Linked DNA regions of Mus musculus: all the other regions are linked to region 3. The links are chromatin contacts, called in public ChIA-PET and Hi-C maps. All regions are on one chromosome and are shown on one strand. Each heading gives the region's core, a stretch centred on a gene start, on an enhancer-like site or on the middle of the called end of the contact. The rest is flanking DNA. Distances are from core to core; before and after follow the strand shown. Region 1 overlaps Slc25a24 (solute carrier family 25 (mitochondrial carrier, phosphate carrier), member 24). Region 2 overlaps Aknad1 (AKNA domain containing 1). Region 3 holds the start of Fam102b (family with sequence similarity 102, member B). Region 4 overlaps Stxbp3 (syntaxin binding protein 3).

Region 1 (3,053 bases), core at 527-3,026, 140 kb before region 3:
TGATGACCGAATAAATATGATCTTCCAAATGACCTGTCCCCTGTCAATAATGTAACAACAATGTCAATCAAGGTCTAAAACTAGGGCCAAACAGCAGGGCAAGTAGAAAGAAGCATGCCCACTGAAATAAGCATTACCTCACGGCTCCTGTCCGCTGAATGTGCCTTCTATAATTCATTCCTATTCTGCTTACAGATGAGGAGATAAACTGTGCAAAGTAGACTTTGAATATAGTGATTTTTCTACTAATGTCTCTGTTGGGAACTTTTACATCTACAAAGACATCTAAAATATATTAAACAATTTAAGTCCTGAGGCTTTCTGATCATTTTTGATTTTTTTAAAGTTTGGGTGAAAAAGAAAAATTGACATGAGCTTGAACCAATCAGAACAAAGGTTAGTGATTTATAATCCTACCACACAAAATGATTTCATCTCAAGCCAGTACATTTTCAGATTTAGGGTGCAGGGCAGAGATCTCTATCAGCAAAAATACAGTACAATTTTGTGGTTTCTTCACTTACTGGAACTACGATTCAGAGCATCGCTGAAGGTATAAAACTGAACCCAAAGGCTTGTAGTGATCACGGCTACACTCTTCCCTTTGGCGAGGCAAACAGCTTCCTTTGTGATAGACTTGATGCAACCCCAGAAGTCACTGGAGAGCACTGACAGTCTCGGTCACCACAGAAAAGCAAAGGCTTGGACTGGTCACTTCTGAGCTACTCCCAGGGTCTGCTTCATATTTTCATACACCACATAGCTGATGCCCACGGCCGGGAGCACTTTCATGAAGTTTGGGGTGATGCCTCTGTAAAGTCCTGACACTCCTTCTTTGGAGACGATTCGCTGAAAAAGGCCAACCATGCTCAGCTGCGGGGCTCCTTCTACCGTGGCTAGCAAACAGATAAGCAGACAAACAAAAATAGATAAACAAAAATGGGGAGAACCAGGCTAATCCAATATTTAAGCACGTCGAATTATTGTCACAACAGACCTTTGAGGATTCACAATGGGGTCTAAACGCAAAGAATCGATAAAAACCAGTTCCAAAAGCAACTCTCTTTGCCACCCGCCAGCGTGTTACAGTGACAGGCGCAGCAGCTCATTAGGAATGAGGCGTGTGCTAGATACTAGGTTAATGACTCCCCGTGCCAGTCCTCCAGGACAAATACATCCACAGGAACTGGAAACTTGGAAAGACAAGGAACGTCTCCTGAATCCTTAGTTAGCAAAACCAAGAACCCGTGGTTGGTGACACTGAAGCCCAACACTCTACCACCCCCAAGCACTGACGAGAATGGTTAAATTCTGGATAGTAAGGAAAGGGGAGATTTGGAGATGTTTAGGAAGAGTACAGAGCCCTGGGTGTTGTAATTATCTCAATGTGGGGGAGAGAAAAGAGTGAAGAACGGAGGAGAAGAAAAATGAAGGGGGCAGTGAGAGGAGGGGGCAGCCCTGAAACTGTTGGTACAACAAAAGACAAAGGCTGCAGCAGGCATGGGGGAGAGGACATGGCAATTGCTGGATGTGATTATTAACCACAGGCTATCACGAAGCTGGAGATGCCCACGTGTTGGGTTATTTGCCTATGTCCTATAAGTTGAAGCATTTTCCATGGGATAGAGAGGTCCCTAAGACTAAGTCAACAAACTGTACCAAGCTCAGATACCTTCTGAAACTAGATGATTCACAAGGCCACTCCCCGAGCCCTGGGGTTACATGAGCAGTTATAACTATTGTGGGCAGGAAGCTCCAGCCCAAGTCTCTTGCAGGTTATGCAGGGAGCTCCGATGATTCAGCTTCTGTGGCTGGTGGCTTGTGCAGATTGCAGGCTGAGGGGTAATGAGCTGCTGGTGATGCAGCTGTCTTTGAGCTATTCAAGCTCCTGTAAGGAGCTATCTATCACCCAAGCTCCAATAAGAACCCCACCAAACTCACCGAAGCACTACGCTAGACGTGGGTAGACCTGTTTCTTTGGTCTGTCCTTGCCATATCTGGGTGAACAGACAGATGTCTGGAAATGTCACACAGCAGCATAGTGGGGGTCAGAAAACAGAGGTGGAGCTAAAACTGAAGCATGATATGATGGATAAAGACTTCGAAACCCCCTCTGAGAACTATGGGATTTATTCTGAAAACTCTGAAGAGTTATTTTTAAAAAATGGTTTTAGAGACACAATATTTGGGCCTTGATGAAAAATTGGCAGATCTTGGCAGCCATGCTAGGCCAGGACTGGAGCTGATGGGAGGGGGAAGCTCACTGGGCATCTGCTTAAATCCCTGAGTGGGTCTGAACTCCAGCTTGACTCCAGCTCAAATTCATAACCTTGTGGACATTCCTTAACTGTTCTTGCCTGTTAGTCATTTGCCAAATATGGATGATAGTAGCATCAAGCTCCAAAAGTGGTCACCCTAGCTAACTGAGAGACTGCACACATTTAGTTTGCTAGTTTGCATTCCTCTCTGCAGCCATGATTGGCTCTCAGATCCTCAAATACACCACTGCGGGCCTGTGCCCAGCTAGCTCCTGCACTGCAGCCTGAGGCATCCACTGGGATTAGGCTAGAACTGGTGCCATGAGGAGTTTTAAAGGGCCATGTTCTGGTCGCACCCATGGCTTTTCCACTCCACAGTGACCGATTCACACCTGACTTGCTGCATTTTCTAACCCTAGCATCCATTCCATAGCATGTCTTGAAAAGAGTTTTTCTGAGTGAGTGACTGGTTGAAAGAGGGATGGCTGCATTGGGAAGAAGGGTGGGGTGGGGCCCAGGTGCCCAGCCAGTGTGCTTTCATAAGAGAAGTTATAGTAGATGAATATGACCAGGGGAAAAAGAAGAGCGGAAAAGAAAGACAAAGAGTTCATGTTTCCATGGGGCAGTCAGCCAGAAACAGCAGGAAGACAGCAGTCAGGAAGTGGCAGGAGGGTAGGGGTATCACAGCCTGGGAGCCAGCAGAGAGACTGTCACAGAGGGGAGGACTCCGTGCCAAGCCTGGGGTCTGAACAGCACTGACAAGCAGTCAGGCCACCACTCACTTCAAGAGTTTAG
Region 2 (3,172 bases), core at 242-2,741, 260 kb after region 3:
CTCCTGGCTTCCACTACTGTGAGATATGCATGTGCTGTGCATATACACACAGTCAAACATACACTTAAAAACTAGTAAGTCAGGCATGCTGGTGCATGCTTTTATTCTCAGCACTTGGGAGGCAGAGGTAGACAGATCTCTGTGAGTTAGAGGCCAACCTGGTCTACATAGTGAATTCCAGGATAGTCAGAGCTATGTAGACCAGCTCAAATAAATACATCTTTTTAAAAAATGTGTTTTTTATCTTTTTATATGGTTTTTATCTACTATATATAAGAACATAAGTCATTTTATGTACCATAAAAAAAATTCTCCCAGAGGCACACATGGCTGCTAAAGCCCATAATAATACCACTTGGGAGGCAAAGGCAGGAGGCTCAGGAGTCCAAGGCTGACCTCATCTGCACAGAAAGTTTGAGGCCAGCCTGGGCCACATGAGGCCTTGTCTCAAAATTAAAAAAAAAAAAAAAAAAAAAAAAAAAAAGAAGCCTTCCCCAGTATGAAATCACCATAGAATATTTAGTCCCAGCTACAGATAGACAGACTCGGAAAGGTATCTTAGTATGTAACGTGTAAAACAGATCAGGATCCAGATCTTCCTCAGGCTAAATGATCAGTTCTGAGGATTTTTAAAGTTTAAATTGAGACATTACAAATACTTTATTGTTTCATTTAAAAATAACAAGGGCTGGGGATGTGGGTCAGTAGCGGAGCACCCACTTAGCATGTGTGAAGCCCCGAAGTCAAACCTCTGCACCATCAGTGACAGCAGCAAGAAGTGGACAGTGCCACCTGCCTGTCATCCTAACTGCCTACAGCATAGGTAACATGGCAAGACATCCCCTTTGAAAAAGAAATATAAGTAATGAGTTCATCTTAACACAGTCTTATATTTTCAGAAAAAAAAGTTCCAAAAATGAAACCCAAAGCTAATGAGAAGTGTCGTTATTTTATGCTTTGGTAACTATCACACACACACACACATACACACACACACACACACACAAGTATACACTCAGGTGTTCATGGAGGGCCAGAACAGGGCTTTCGATTTCGGTTGAGCCTCCCAAACTTGAGTTCTGGGAACTGAACCCTGGTCCTCTGCAAGGCCAATAAGCATTCCTCACTGCTGAGACATCTTTCCAGTCCTCCAAAGCTCTTATTTGAAAGTATACCATCCCCAGAGAGGTCAATTCAGAACCAAGTGGGATCTAACAAGATGCTGAGTGCCCGCAAGGCTCTGGACACAGGGAGCATGCGCATAAGCATGCTGTGTCATCTCTGGCTTGCACCTCCAGCTCAGCTATGAGGAACCGATGCTGGCAAGTGCAGGAGCTGCCTAAGCAGGCAGGCCTCTGGGTCACCTCTCTATCACCCGCAGCGGTTTGGCCAGGGTACGCTCCTCAGCTTTAAACTGTCTACAGAGAGAGGTTCTCATGAGTCTCACGTACTCACGCCCTCTTTGCCTGCTCCCACCCACAGCTCCCTCTGCCTCTGTGCGATGCATGGGGATGAGTCAGCTGCGCCTTCCACAAGCCTGGTAACTTACCCGGTGCAGTTATGAGTCCGGCTCAGAGCGCAAGTTGCCGGGCATAACTAGAAGCATGTACTGGTACTTTACTCTGCTTAACCACTCCTTAAACAACCCATTACTAGTTCTTCATGTTTTGAGAAAGGGAAACAAACATCATCCTAGTCAAATGTCATGCTATCGCAATGGCAGATGGCAAGCCGGGACTCACAGTGAGGGATCACTAACAACTATGTACACCCAACCCCTCCAACTTACCGAGAGCCGAGTCTTGGGGCAGTGTTTTTTCATGGATGCTACTGGAAAACTTCCCACAGTTAGTTCTTCTGTGGCCCCTTTTCTCCATTTTCTGTTTCCTTAAAAAAGAAAAAAAATAATGTCTCAAAAATTTAGCACTAGTGTGGGAAAAATGAAGACTTAAATTTCCCTGGTATTCTCCAGGCTGGTGAGGTAGTTCAGTGGATAAGGTTGCTTGCCACCAAGCCTGATGGCTTAGGTTTGATCCTCAGAGCCTACATCATGTAGGTAGACAACTGACATCTACAAGTTGACCTCTACCCTCCACATATAGGGCTTGGTACATGCACACACACACAAAAATAACAAGAATTATAATTATAATTGTTATAATTCTGTACTACAAATTCTTTTTTTCTTCATAATACCATATCACAATTTTGTGTGTGTGTGTGTGTGTGTGTGTGTGTGTGTGTGTGTTGTGGATTTTTGGTTGGTTGGTTGCTTTTATTATTTTCAGGCAAGATCTCACACTAATCCAAGCTGGTCTGTAACAGCAATTCTCCTGCCTCCAACCTTCGGTACTGGGACTTCAGGTCAAGCCATCTCAGAACAATTCTTGTTTAGGGAAGAAGGCACACTATACATTAGCACTGGTACACATCGCTCTAAGTACATGCTAAACAGAGTCCAGCAAAGTGGATTTTGTGGCTGGGAGCCTGGAGTTCACTTAATAGCATATAGCCACCAGGGGGCATCAGAAAGACACAACTACTATCAGGAGACTTCTCTGGCCTGTGTAGTTTCAGCCTCCGCACAGATTCTAACTCCTCCAAAAGAATTTTAATTAATTACAGCTCTTAACAACTCTCTTGCTCAGCCCCGGGATACACTAACAGTCCCTGGAGGAGAGTGCATGTTCTTGTGTGAAAGGCATGGAGTCTAGGACATCCTGAGACAGATGGGACAGGTTTGCCCATGGCTGGTTGAAGAACTTGGCAGCATTGCTGAGCAAACATATTTCCCTCCCTCCAGCTGTGCCTGAGACTGATGGTCATGGAGAGAGGACCCCATTTGGGGTTGGAAGCCAGGCTCTTTCCAGCCCTTTCCAGCCCTTCCCTACTCTTGGAAAAACATGTCCTCCTCCTGAGTCATATATTTCCTCACACCTCATTCTGTCTCCACCCTCTGCCTCCGAGGCCTGTGAACATCTGCTCTCTGAGTGGAAAGCTTGGATATGGTTCAAGTGAGTTCAGGCCAACGCATCGATTACATTTCTCTGCCACTCTTAGACTTCTCTCCTCACTCAGATCTGGCCAAACAGAAGAGCCAAGAGCAATTCTACAGGAGGCGGCCATTTTCCAGGGAGACAAAACCGGTAACGTTTACTCTCCAATCCCAAGG
Region 3 (3,171 bases), core at 157-2,656:
ATTCCAGGGATGAAACTCATGTCCTGCAAGTTCCTTTAACACTGATCCATCTTGGCCAGGCCAGGACTTTAAAATTATTACAAGCAGGTTTTGGGTTTTGGTCATGGAATCTATCTAGCCAGTAACTGGTGGTTTAGGCAATTAAAATATTTTATATGAATAAATAAATAAATGGGCTGGAGAGATGGCCCAGCAGCTCCAAAGGGACTTGGTTCACTTCTCAAATCCACAGGGCAGCTCACGACTGTCCCGTTTAAGAGTATCAGACACACTTTATGGTCTTTGCAATTACCAGACACACATGTAGTTCACAGGCCTGTAACACAGGCAAGAGACCCAGACACATCAATTGAATTTTTAAAAAACGTAAAGGAATGATCTACAAAGAGGATTCTTTTGAACTACACCTTTTCAAAAATTAAAAAGGCCAGATGCCAGGCTGGGGATGTAGCTCAGTTGTGAGGTAGCTTGCTAGCATGCATGAAAGTCCTGGGTTCGATTCCTAGAACTGCATAAACATGACATGGCGGCACATCCCTATCACCCTGACATGGGGATCACAAGTTCAACATCATCCTTGATTACATGGGGAGTTTGAAGCCAGCCTGAGCTAGAGACCTTGACTACAAACCAAACCAAACAACAGTACCTAAAAACACCACCACCCCTCAAAAACAGTACGCAATTAAATTGATAACATACGTTTTAACAGTAGATACTGTGTGGGGGGGGGGGGGACAATTGATATTCATCTAAAAAGAATTTTTTAAGTATGCCTTTAGAATCTGACTTCATGTGTTCACAGTATGTACAGATTTTAAAGGGGAAAGTATTTTAACTCCTCTGGTCCTTTTTCTTTCCTGGGTGACAGAAATTAAATAAACAAGCCATCAATGACGGGAAACACAAGGCACAGCCCCTTGCTTGGGCACTTGGTGTGGCCACAGCAAATTTTAATCTTTTCCTTTCTCCTAGCTGACTTTCATCTAATGTTTAAGAGCTAGTGGGGTTTAGAGACCCTACAGAAGATTTTTAGGTTTGGGATTCTATTTGTCTCTATTTATCTTCAAACCCAGAGGCCGTGAAATCACTGGAGGGGGAGGGGAAGAAAGGGGGGCGGTGCAAACCCAGAAAGGAAAGGCGCAGAGGAAGCTGCACAAGGAAGCTTTTTCGGCTGGGTTTGTCTTTTTTTAACCCCGGGGAGGCGTGCCGAGCTCGCTGCTGTCGCGTGTTAGCTTGCCCAGCTTCCCCGGCGGGGCGCGCGCCCGCCCGGAGCTCCTCCGCCCTCCGCGGACCGCCCGCTTCCGCGCTGGGTGCGCTTCCGGCTGCGGCCGCTGGGGGCGCCCCGGGCAGGGAGGCGGCAGCGACCGTTCTCCTAGCGGCGCCTCTCTCTCTGCTCGCGATCAGACGGGCGGCGGCGGCGGTACGGAAAGGGCGCCCACTCCCCGGGCGAGCTGCAAGGCGACCGCTCCTCGCGGGCGGCCGGGGTCCGCGCTGCAGCCGCCGGTGCTCTCAGGCCCGGGCTGCCGCGACAGGCGGCCCCGGCTCCCGCCGACTCGCGGCGCCCCCCGGCTGCGCCCCCACGCGCCGCTCGCGGCCCGGGCCATGGGGCTGGGCGGATCCGAGGCTCGGCCGAGCTGAGGCGGCGGCGCCCGTCCGCGCAGCCCGCTCGCCGGCGCCTGGCCCTCACGATGATGAAGAAGAAGAAGTTTAAGTTTAAGGTGGACTTCGAGCTCGAGGAGCTCTCCTCGGTGCCCTTCGTCAACGGGGTCCTCTTCTGCAAGATGCGGCTGCTGGACGGCGGCAGCTTCACCGCCGAGTCCTCCAGGTAAGGAGCCTCGGGAGCTGCTCTCCCGCGGCTGCCCGCAGGCAGGGGCTTCTTGCACGGCCAGCATCCCTTTCTATGCTTGGCCCCTTTGCTCTGTCGAGCTGCCAGCTCGGTGAGCTCATCGTCCTCCAGAGACGAGTCTGAAATCAGCCAGAGCATCGAACAAACGGCACCAAGTGCTTCGCAGTGGGCTGGGCTGGTTGTCCCGCGCGCCTATCTTCAGGTGGCCCCTGAGTCTGCTTTCCCCCCAGTTCTTCAGGAACGGTGGAGACACAGAAAGGATGCTTCTGGTTTGTCCAAAGACATTTCCCATATTTGCAAAATCCAAAGTAGACCGTAAACCTTAGAGAAGCGAAAATGACCCAAACTGTTACAGTCCAAGAGCTCCCACTCGGAACCGCCTGTGGTTGACGTAATTACTGAGACTTTACTGGGACTTAGGGTGGCCACGATAGAGCTTGGGATACGCCTGGTCGGGCTTGTCTTGAGTCAAGCGTTCCTGGCAGACGAGACTATGTAGTCTTTGGCTTGCCTTAGAGCTATGTCTCCAGTTAATGTGCTTATATTCTCAATTACCCATCTTCAAGTGGCCACTAGTGGGTCTCAGTGAAAGACTTAGAATCAAGAGAGCCCAGACCTTATCCTCCATGTCCTTTTAAAATGAGCACCTAGACACTGGGAAAGAATCTGACAGCAGGTGACAGAACGCAGCCATGTATGGCAGGATTCCTTGAGTAATTTAAGGGCAGGTTACACATTGATAGATTTGCTCTTAGATATTTTTCTCTACAGAAAAACAAGATACATGAAAGAAGTTTTGGAATGAACTTTTAAGTTCTTAAAGTCAAGGAGAAGGGGCTAGTCGTCAATATATGTTTTGTCTACGTAAACTTCATTTTTACCCTAAAAAATATTCTTTTTATCTGCTGTTCCATTAATAATGTAAAGGAAAAAATGTCAATGGGTTGTGGGACGGAAGCCAGAAAACTGCCCTCTCTGGCAATAATGAATCCCGTGGAAGCCAGGAAACGCCAAATTGCCTAAATGAACAGATGTACGCGGCACTATTGATCCTCAAATTTATTTTTAAAAATCCACTGAGGATAATTTTCAATATTTAACTGTGATGACAAACCTGTAGACATTCAGCTAATTGATTATACAACCATTTTAACACTGCTGTCAGAGAACAATGAACTGTGGAGAGGAAAAAACTACATGCATACATACATACACACACACACACGCGCGCGCGCGCGCGCGCGCGCGCGTGTGTATGTGTGTAAAACTTCCTAGCTCTTGCAATGGAAATCCTGAACACCATGCGGGGGTCAAGTGACAGC
Region 4 (2,805 bases), core at 240-2,739, 230 kb after region 3:
CGTCTCTAGTCCTAGTGTATTGATTTCTACTGCAGTCAGTATTCATAGGTATAAAGAAGGGATAATCTTAATATTTATGCACCTTTAATGTTCATCAAGCTGTGTATAAAACAAATCCCTGAAATTTTCTTGATGGTGTTAATAATTTTCTTCCCTAGGATGCCATTGATAATAGATTAGATTCCAAAGAGTGGCCGTATTGTTCCCGGTGCCCAGCAGTGTGGAATGGCTCTGGAGCTGTGAGGTAAGCCTGTAAGGGGAAGCCACTGTGGTGGTTCGCTGGGATGCTATAGACCAATGGTTAGAATGCTGCTCAGCGCTCTCCTTGAACAAGGGCCCTTCCTGTGTGAAACATAGAGTAACATAAAAGGTAGTTTTTCTTCTATTGTAACCTAGTTAAATAAGTTCAGGAAGGCATACTTTATAATGCAGAATACTTTTATAAAATTGCATCACCTCCCACACAGCTTCTTTACAGCATAGTTGCTTCCTTCTCCCTCTGGTTTCTTCTTGTTTTTCTTTTCCTCTTTTCTTTTCTTTTCTCTTCTTTTCTTCTTCCTCTTCTCTCTCTCTCTCTCTCTCTTTCTTTCTGGAGGCAGGATCTCACTGTGTAGACAGCCAATCCTCTGAGTAACCACACCCAACTTGATTTAACCCTTTTGATAATTGTGTTAATTATTTTCAACTTCAGAGAGACTATGTTCTCGTGCATGCCCCTGCACTCAGAGCCCAGCTTAACAAATTAAATATAATCCAAGCTTTCTGGGTTTCAAGCTCTGAGGTTACTCTCCCTCTTTATCAGATCTGTCGTAGTTTAATCATTCTCTGCATGTCCCTACCTTTTCTGCCTGCCCTGTGTAATGTATTGAATTGTTCCTGTGTGTGGATGCACACATGACAGAGCATGTACGGAGGTCAGAAGACAACTTACAGGGAACAGTTCTCTCCCTCCCCCGAGCGGGCCCTGAACATTGAACTCAGGCGTGCAGCCACTCATGACCTATGTGGGGCTTTTTCTTGAGATTTGGCTTCTATCACATGGACTGTGCTATGTTGACACACAGGTCTCTCCTGTTTACTCTTCCTGGGGTTTGCTGTGTTGCCTGCATCTTCATCAGATAAACAGGGTTTGGGGTATTGTATTTCTGAGGTGTTTTGTTGTTTCTGGAGTCACTGGGGTTCTGTCTCTCCTCTCCCCTCCCCTCCCCTCCCTCCTCCCCTCCCCTCCCCTCCCTCCTCTCCTCCCCTCCCCTCTCCTCCCCTCCCCTCTCCTCCCCTTTCTCTTACCTGTTTATTGTAGTTCCTTCAAATGGCACAGCCGCTCGAGCTCATCTCTGACTCCATGTTTCATTGTGTGGCAGATTGGTTCTTGTAGTTTCCATTTCTGCTTTTGTTTTGTGGTTTGTGGTGCTGAAGGCAAAACCTAGGCAAGCACTGACTGCTGCTTCCTCACCAACTTTCCTATCGTTTCTGCTGAACCACAATCTTACATTCAGATAGATATAGATACATAGATATGATGTAGGTATAATCTGCTTTAAAGTCTTTGCTCAATCCAACCTCTACTTTTACAAAACTAAGTTTCTACCACACTGTTTCTTTCTATATCTACAACCTTTGATTGAAAACAGACCCTTTTAGCAACTCTGAGTTGCTTTCTGTGGTGAGTTTTCATGCTTAAGTCTGTTTCGTTTTCGATTTTTGAGACAGTTTCTCTGTGTAACCCTGGCTGTCCTAGAACTCACTCTGTAGATCAGGCTAGCTTTGAACTCAGAGATCTGCCTGCCTCTGTCGGCCTAGTGCTGGATATATGTAGGTTGGGGGAAGTATGTACATGTGTGTGCAGGTGTCCACAGAACCCAGAGATGTCTGGGTCCCCTGGGGTTGGAGTCACGGGTGTGAACCAGATCCTCTGCAAGAGCAATACTGACGCTCTAAGCCATCTCTCTAGCCCATCGTGGTAGCAATTTGTGTAGACTTAAACTGTTGGCTTTCTCTCTTGCTGTGAATGGCCACTTCAGTCTTTTGAGTTTTTCAGTTTTTCAGTTTGGCTTAGTGGTTGTTTGTGCCTGTGTAGTTGCAGTCAGCCAATTGTCTGGGCAGACATTGTCAGACACTTGAGGCATGTCCCTTCCATCCTCCACTGATCACTGAGGATTTAGGGATACACTGATCTTCCAGAGGACCCAGGTTCATCCCAGCACCCACAACCATCCGTAACTCCTGTCCCACAGGATCCAGCACCCTTCTCTGGCCTCCACAGGCCCTGCATGCACATGGTGCACAGCCTTACATGTAGGCAAAACACCCATACACAAAATAAAAATGTTTTAAAATTTTAAATATTAAAATAAAATGTTCGCTTTATAAATAAAAATACTAAGCCTAGACTGTGTGGTTTTTACTATACTTTTTGGAAATAAGGTTTTATATATGTCTCCTAGATCTAGCCTTGATCTTTTTCCTACTGTCTCACCACAAATAAAACTATGTGATCTATTCAAATTGAAATCTGAAAGGGGGGGGGGGTGTGCAGCCTTTGCCTAAATTACTGTAGGGAAAGCACCACGGTTAGATTGCTTCGTTATTGCTTCCAAAGGTGAGTTTGAGATGCACGCCGCGTGGCTTTGGGAGTGCTGACAGCATGTTTGCTTTGTGTTTTACTTTCTAGTGCTCGCCAGAAACCCAGAACTAACTACTTAGAGCTGGACCGGAAAAATGGGTCAAGGCTGATTATTTTTGTAATTGGAGGAATTACGTACTCTGAGATGCGGTGTGCTTATGAAGTTTCCCAGGCACATAAAT

Evidence for each region. Hi-C and Micro-C count contacts between places; a contact is called where the count stands out from the background. ChIA-PET counts read pairs in DNA pulled down with a chosen protein or histone mark.
Region 1: a Hi-C map of adipose-derived mesenchymal stem cells shows a contact between it and region 3, with 1.9 times the contacts expected there. The contact joins the enhancer-like site here to the promoter of Fam102b in region 3. A contact is called at or near these places in 1 of 39 promoter capture datasets (hippocampal neurons), 8 of 484 Hi-C or Micro-C datasets (the HL-1 cell line, the MC3T3-E1 cell line, the MNK3 cell line and 4 more) and 1 of 115 datasets of contacts at active chromatin or transcription factors (pancreatic cancer cells).
Region 2: a contact with region 3 is called in a Hi-C map of the N1E-115 cell line, with 4 times the contacts expected there. The contact joins the enhancer-like site here to the promoter of Fam102b in region 3. A contact is called at or near these places in 1 of 15 datasets of contacts at CTCF or cohesin (the NIH/3T3 cell line), 4 of 484 Hi-C or Micro-C datasets (the N1E-115 cell line, cortical neurons, spermatogonial stem cells and 1 more) and 1 of 115 datasets of contacts at active chromatin or transcription factors (pancreatic cancer cells).
Region 4: an RNA polymerase II ChIA-PET map of memory CD8 T cells shows a contact between it and region 3, with 31 read pairs. The contact joins the enhancer-like site here to the promoter of Fam102b in region 3. A contact is called at or near these places in 2 of 484 Hi-C or Micro-C datasets (nephron progenitors and uterus), 2 of 115 datasets of contacts at active chromatin or transcription factors (effector CD8 T cells and memory CD8 T cells) and 1 of 9 other capture datasets (liver).

Annotation. Positions count from the first base shown.
Region 1 is chr3:109,164,169-109,167,221 of GRCm38.p6, reverse strand. Slc25a24 (solute carrier family 25 (mitochondrial carrier, phosphate carrier), member 24) reads right to left here. Exons shown (of 10, transcript NM_172685.3): 10 at 1-896. The coding sequence ends at 712. Among named protein-coding and RNA genes, the nearest start is that of Slc25a24, 43 kb to the right of the region's middle. Within about 2 kb of position 1,776, at least 97 of the 459 cell types and tissues checked have an H3K27ac peak or open chromatin away from gene starts, as enhancers often do. A contact at or near this core is called in the HL-1 cell line, the MNK3 cell line, adipose-derived mesenchymal stem cells and 4 more, where this site is marked.
Region 2 is chr3:108,770,625-108,773,796 of GRCm38.p6, reverse strand. It overlaps Aknad1 (AKNA domain containing 1), which reads right to left. Exons shown (of 12, transcript NM_177859.3): 7 at 1,790-1,887. Among named protein-coding and RNA genes, the nearest start is that of Aknad1, 33 kb to the right of the region's middle. Within about 2 kb of position 1,491, at least 105 of the 459 cell types and tissues checked have an H3K27ac peak or open chromatin away from gene starts, as enhancers often do. A contact at or near this core is called in the N1E-115 cell line, the NIH/3T3 cell line, pancreatic cancer cells and 1 more, where this site is marked.
Region 3 is chr3:109,025,842-109,029,012 of GRCm38.p6, reverse strand. Fam102b (family with sequence similarity 102, member B) reads left to right here and starts at 1,406. Exons shown (of 11, transcript NM_001163567.1): 1 at 1,406-1,828. The coding sequence starts at 1,692.
Region 4 is chr3:108,794,820-108,797,624 of GRCm38.p6, reverse strand. Stxbp3 (syntaxin binding protein 3) reads left to right here. Exons shown (of 19, transcript NM_011504.1): 17 at 159-244; 18 at 2,672-2,805. Among named protein-coding and RNA genes, the nearest start is that of Stxbp3, 44 kb to the left of the region's middle. Within about 2 kb of position 1,489, at least 80 of the 459 cell types and tissues checked have an H3K27ac peak or open chromatin away from gene starts, as enhancers often do. A contact at or near this core is called in effector CD8 T cells and memory CD8 T cells, where this site is marked.